Regions from separate parts of the Gossypium arboreum genome. Here region 2 is linked to region 1. Evidence: chromatin contacts called from public Hi-C data. All regions are on one chromosome and are shown on one strand. The core of a region is the stretch at or near the end of the contact, and the rest is flanking DNA. Distances in the headings are between cores, read along the strand shown. Region 1 holds the start of LOC108489589 (coatomer subunit delta-like). Region 2 holds the start of LOC108486521 (T-complex protein 1 subunit eta).

What was found. Hi-C and Micro-C count contacts between places; a contact is called where the count stands out from the background.
Region 2: a contact with region 1 is called in a Hi-C map of leaf, with 3 times the contacts expected there. The contact joins the promoter of LOC108486521 here to the promoter of LOC108489589 in region 1. A contact is called at or near these places in 2 of 5 Hi-C or Micro-C datasets (both in leaf).

The regions. Positions count from the first base shown.
Region 1 is chr11:89,333,575-89,337,029 of ASM2569848v2, reverse strand. It overlaps LOC108489589 (coatomer subunit delta-like), which reads left to right and starts at 1,966. Exons shown (of 11, transcript XM_053021735.1): 1 at 1,966-2,136; 2 at 2,560-2,622; 3 at 3,180-3,403. The coding sequence starts at 3,206.
Region 2 is chr11:90,026,693-90,030,016 of ASM2569848v2, reverse strand. LOC108486521 (T-complex protein 1 subunit eta) reads left to right here and starts at 1,669. Exons shown (of 14, transcript XM_017790615.2): 1 at 1,669-1,821; 2 at 1,946-2,206; 3 at 2,432-2,557; 4 at 2,653-2,856. The coding sequence starts at 1,807.

The DNA.
Region 1 (3,455 bases), core at 717-3,216:
TACCAAACAAAGATTTGCTTAATCAGTGTCCCCTTTATCGAACTAGACTTTTGCTCTATAAAGAGTAAGGATTAATTAAAAACATGCAATGTATATTCATGAGCTAAAATGTTTTAAATTGATTACTAAACAATGTTTCTAATTGATTATAATATTAACTTTGATATTCTTAAATTTAATTTAGGGTAAATTGTATAAATAGTCATTCAACTATTAGAAACTTTTTATTAGATCATCTAATTTTAAAAGTTATTAAATTTCATCTTATTTTTATTTTTTAAGTCCAAAATCATTAAATACTTAATAACTAGTTGATGTGGCTTTTAAGTTAATGATTTATTTTTTAACATTTATTTGTAATACACATCATTTCCATGTCATATAATAATTAAAAAGATTATTAATCCAAATCACCCCATCCCACCCCACCCTGTCCCTCTCCTCCCTCTTCTGACTCCCTCTCCCCACCGTCCCTCTCCTCCCATCGTGCCACACATTGCCCGTTCTTCGTATTGATTTTGCTTTGTTGATTTCACATATTTAACATCCATGGGAAACATGGCCACCCATACTTAGTTTCATGTTCTTGGTGTTGATGCTAGTCTCATCTTTAACATCTTTTCTTTCTTTCTTTTTTTTTTCCTTAAAGGGTAGGGGTAGAGTTGTTCAGGGAGGTTAAGATTGGAAAATATAAATAATCGGTTTTTGTTTTTTCAATTGTTTGATTGAGAAAAAAGGAGCACGGGTTGATGTTTTTAATGATGTGTTTACAGTGATTGCAGTAGATTCTAAAAGCAAGGCTTTGGAATTTTTGGGATTGAATGATTGTAGGTTACTAGTTGGGTGGAGGATTATGAATGTTGGCACGTTTTTTTTTCTTTTTTTTTTTTTTTGGGGGAGGAGTCAGGAGGGAGGGGAGAGGAGGAGGTTAGGTAATTTGGATTAATAATTTTTAATTATTATTTAACATAAAAATAATGTGTAATAAAAGTAAATGTTAAAAAATAAGTAACTGTTATGCATTTAACAGTTTTAGACTTAAAAATTAGAAAGATAAATTAATTGGTCATTTTATAATTTTTAAAATCGGATAATTTAATAAAAATATTTTTAATAATCAAGTGACTATTTATGTAATTTACTCTTTAATTTATGATTTTTATGTTTTAATTTCATAAGAAATTTTAAGACGTAAGAAATAATTTAAAATAAATATATATCTAGTCTTTTCATTATTTGAGGACCCATTTTAGAGAAATGATGTATTAATTTTGGTAAACTATAAAAATAGTTATTTATATTTGTTTAAGTTTATATTTTGATTATTGATGTTTTATTTATTACGATACGGTTATTAACGTTATCAAAATTGCGTTAATTTTTTTTTTCATTCCAACTACAGGTACCCATTGTTTCAATTATGTTAACAAGTTATAGTTTTCTTCTCAATTATATTTATGTCGTTTAAATTTATAGAATGAGTTATTTGACAATGATATGTGGAAACTTTTTCTAGTTTTAGGCATTGATATATCAATTGCAAAAGATATGTTATGTGCTTAACTGTAGTATTTTTTATATTTGTTTCTGAAGTTGATATTGTTGTTTAGGAGGGAGTGCACTTTCATTAAATGGAATAAAGTTTTATTAAACAGGTTGAGTGAGGAAGATAAAAGACGGAAAGGGAGAAGAAAAGAAGAAAGAAAAGAGAAAGTGAAAAAATAAAAGAAATATTGGAAAAAAATTAAAAACGTGGGAGAGAAAAAAAAAAGAAGAAATGAGAAAAGAGAAGGGGAAAAAAATACATAAGTGACAGGGCCTATAATAAAAAAATTAAAAAAAAATTAAATCCATGTCTACGTTTAATGTGCTATGTGATAAAATTGTAACAATTAAAACATCGAAAACCAAAATGTAAAATTAAACAAACATAAATGAATATTTTTGAGTTTAGGCTATAAAAAACCCGAGAATGCAGCACGTTGGGCCTCAGGGATCGGGCCGGACAATCCAAAGTTGGTCCGAATATTAAACGACGGATCTACCGCAACGCAGATATAATGCTCGAGCGCATCAGTACCTTCTTCGCCTTTGAGTTCTTAACGAATTGATCTCCAGAGTACAAACTAGATCGAGGTAAGCTCCATCTCAGATCTCTAAATTCCGCAACCTCAGTTGGGCATTTAGAGGGTAAAATTGTCAGATCTGATTTTTTTTTCCCTTCGATTTCATTGCCTTTTACGTTTCAAACGCTTTTAAATCGGAAATGCTGTATTCAGTCCTTCTGTTGTTTCTCTCGGTGATTCCTCTACCATTCGCATTTTATTCTGTCAAACACTGTAATTGTGTTATCGGTATTTGAATTTATATGCATGTTGATGTACAGATCTGAGGTGGTCGATCTCTTTGCAGACTTAGATATACTGATTCGCTTTTTTCTGTTTTCAGATTTACTGTTATATTATAGATCGTTTCTAGCCGTTTCCATTTATTTTATCCTGATTCCCGCTGCTTATTTGTGATCGCCTTTATCCTAAATTGATTTTCATTGTTTAATAGGTATTCTGATAAAAGCTTCAAATTGATATTGTCTGGGTAGATTGCTTCTTGGTAACCAAGATGGTAAGATCTGTTCTTTATTTTCATTTTTCACTCGTTCTTTTTAGTAGAAGTATACATTTAAATAGATTTCAGTTCTTTTTAAATATATATGTATTAAATAAACTATAAACTCATTTTGGAGAAACTGAAGATATTACAAGGTCCATGTTTTGTTTTCTTGAATGATTTGCTTTTTGCTTCATTCCCATCTGTTAACTTTATCTGTACGAGCATTGCCATTGTTGTTGAAATTCTCTCTTCTATGGTTTTGTCTATGTTTTTTTTAATGTCCAGCATTTTCTGGTAAGCACTGCTCCTAGTGTTGTCTCTTATGCTTTGTTTTCTTGTAATTCATTCCCTCCTTATTAAAGGTAATAAAAAGCATAGACCGAAGTACTTCTGATTTTACCTTTTGTTTTTGTGATTTAGGTTGTACTTGCTGCTTCAATTGTAAGCAAGTCTGGAAAAGGTGACTTTCATGTTGGCTCATTGTAGTTGTTTTTCTTGTGCTGTTGTAATAAGTTGTTGAAGTTCAAAATTCGGTTGTGTTACATGTGCTTTATTTGTTCTTATTGCAGTGCTTCTCTCCAGGCAGTTTGTGGACATGACTCGCATAAGAATTGAAGGTCTTCTTGCTGCTTTTCCTAAGTTGGTGGGTACAGGAAAGCAACACACATATGTTGAGACTGAGAATGTGCGATATGTTTATCAACCAATAGAAGCTCTTTATTTGCTTCTTGTAACAAACAAACAGAGCAACATTCTTGAAGATTTGGAGACTTTAAGACTGCTCTCCAAGCTGGTATGCTTTAACTTCTCTTTGATTTCTTTCCTGTCTTATTTAATCTTTGAAC
Region 2 (3,324 bases), core at 420-2,919, 690 kb before region 1:
ACAGAAATTGTAGGCGACGTCGCGACGACATTCGAATGTTATTGCGACAAGGGATTGGCATCAAGATGCCCTAAGTTCCATCGTCGAGACGAGGGGCCTCCTTAAGATCACATTGCGACGTAGTGATCGCGTCGTCACAACGTGACACTATTCGTTCATGGTTTGTTTTTTTACATTACAATTTAGTCCTAAGTTTCAAGTAATGCAATTGGATTCCAAAAAGGTTTTAAAATGTTTTGAAAATATACATACCTAAGATTTAGATGTATAATTTCATAAATTCAAAGATAATTTTGTAATATAGTTATTTCCAATATTTTTTCACTCTTTCAATTTGGTCCCTAAAACACTTGTTTTTAAAATTAACGGAGAATTGTCAATTGGATTTAATTGATTCTTTCAACAATGTTTCTAAAAAGATTCTAGAACTAAAATGTATTTCTAAGATTGTTGTTATATGTGTGTTCAAATACTAGATGTGAAATAATGATTTTGCCCTCACTACAATTTGAATGATTTATGTTAGTTAAAGCATGTAACTAAGTTTGTTTGTTTATTCATGATTATGTATGACCTAATTGCATGTTTATGACTTTCGTTATCGATCAGATAAGTAGGAAAAAATTATTTATGCGTGTAAATATTGTGATGTGTTTTGAGTCACCTCAGTGACTAATGTGACGTTTTAGATTCAGGTTAGATTGTCCCACCGGATTTGGGGCGCCACAATCTCTCGAAAAAAATCAAAGCAATTTAATCTCTGTCAATTTAGAAAGTGAGCAATTAAAGATAATTAATCATGACGTTAATTTTTTCCATCAATTGTACATGATTTTAAATAGTGTAATAACAAAAGTAACCATCAACGTTTATTCATTTCATCAATTTGGTCCTAATTTAACAATTTTATCCCGCAACATTTGTATAAATCTGTGAATGTTGAGGCTAAATTTGTTGTATTTTTAGAATTAAGTTCAAAATTCTAAATTTGTTATTATACGAAACAAATTTATGTACAATTGATGGAAGACATTTTCGACGTGATTAATTGTCCATACTTGCTCATTTCTGAAACTGACAAGGAATAAATTACTCCAAATTTTTTTGAGAGGCACTAATTTGATTAATTTTAAAATTGAGAGGGACTAGAAAAGTCTTTTTACCTAAAACAGGAAGGAACTATTTTACTCTCATCTAACATACAAAAATCAGTTTATCTTTTTTTAATAAATGGACTAAAAATATAAATTAAGATATAAATATAAGGCTTGATTTTGTGGTATTCTTTTACCGGAAGAGAGTCATTTGGAATTTTTGGGAAGAAGAAAGAAATGAGAAGAAGGACAAAAAGAAAAAAAGAAAAAGAAAAAAGAAGGAAATAATGTAATAAGGAAAGGAAGATGAAAGAATTTTAAGAACTTTTTAATTGCATATGACATGTGAAGTTATAATTGGTTCGAAAATTTTGTTCACGCATGTTAACTTTTTGAAGTTAATTGAGTAACCTAATATAATTTAGGTAAAAATGTATAATTTATATTTCAAGTCGTGGACTAAACCAAAATGGAAAGATATCCACTCATTCAAAAGAATTGAAAGGGTAGTTCTAGTAATTTCATAAATTCCGGGCCCAATGTGGAGTCCAATTTGAAATTAATTTCATTTCAGCCCTCCCATTCTCAAACTTACAACATAAACCCCTAGAATACCGAAGAAATACTTGCGAACAAAACCAGAACATTCTCCCTCACTCTCACGCTTTGCTCATTTCTTCCCCTAAAACCAGCAAGCAAAACCCTAGCAACAATGGCAGCCATGCTGGTAACTTTACACTCCTTCTCCCTCATTTCATACGTGCTTTTTGTTAGTATCTTGCATCTTCTTCTTTTTTTTTTTTGTGAACTGCTACTAATCTGTTTCTCTTTTTGTTTTCCCCTGTTCTCAGCAACCGCAAATCATTCTTTTAAAAGAAGGGACCGATACGTCCCAGGGCAAGGCGCAGCTAGTGAGCAACATAAACGCTTGCACCGCCGTCGCTGACGTGGTTAGAACAACCTTGGGTCCCAGGGGTATGGACAAGCTCATTCACGACGACAAGGGGAACGTCACCATTTCCAACGACGGGGCTACCATCATGAAGCTTCTCGATATTGTCCATCCCGCCGCAAAGATCCTCGTCGATATCGCCAAGTCTCAGGACTCCGAGGTCACCTTCTCCCTCCTTTCTATTTCTGGTTCCGGAACTTTTCTCAAATTTCAGTTAAAGTATGGTTTAATAGTTCCACGTTTTCCATTACCGAACTGAGATTTTAATTTTTTAGTCTGTTCGACGTAACTAATCTCGTAAATGAAATTGACGTTATCAAGATCCAGTATTTATTCATTGCATTTAGATGATTTAGAGAGCTTCTTTTTGGTGTGAGGTTTGCAGGTTGGTGATGGAACTACAACTGTTGTACTACTAGCAGGAGAGTTTTTAAAAGAGGCTAAGCCTTTTGTTGAGGATGGAGTCCACCCTCAAAATCTAATTCGGAGCTATCGAACTGCTTGCTATTTGGTGAGTTTGTGTGTTTTCCCCCTCTTATCATGGTTTAGATGTTGCTATGATCTTTATGCTTCTATTTTATGCTGCATGTTGTATTCAATGGACAGGCTATTGAGAAGATCAAAGAACTAGCTGTTAGCATAGAGGGCAAAAGTCTAGAAGAGAAGAAAAGCTTATTAGCTAAATGTGCTGCAACAACTCTCTCTTCGAAACTCATTGGCGGGGAAAAGGATTTCTTTGCATCAATGGTTGTGGATGCTGTTATCGCTATTGGCAATGATGATAGGTTGAATATGATTGGAATTAAGAAGGTAGACTCCTATTTTTGATGCCCCATTTTCAACCTTTTTAACCTATTCCTTTTTCTGATATTTGTACTGGATCTTCCAGAGAGTTCCCTATCCCATAAGTTAGACTATTATTTTCTATGTTTAGTTTTCAACCTTTTTAGCCTTTTTCCCCCTTTTCTGATATTTATGCTTTGATCTTTGAGGAAGGATCATATATTTTCTGATATCTGCAAAATGATACACTTTCAATCCAGTGCATGTTATATTGAACTATGTTACTGTTCTAGCTGAGTGTAGCACTAGACTGTTCTTTACACGTAGATTCTCATCCATTGATTTTTTACTATCATGTTAATCTAAGTTTTGCAGTGGTATCTTTAGGAAATGAGGCGGCATCAATTTTAGCCTATTCTTTTGGAGAACCTTGTATAAGGTCCAAAATCCGGGGAAGTTAACTTTTGGAGAAAAAAAAGTTAAAATTTGTGATAG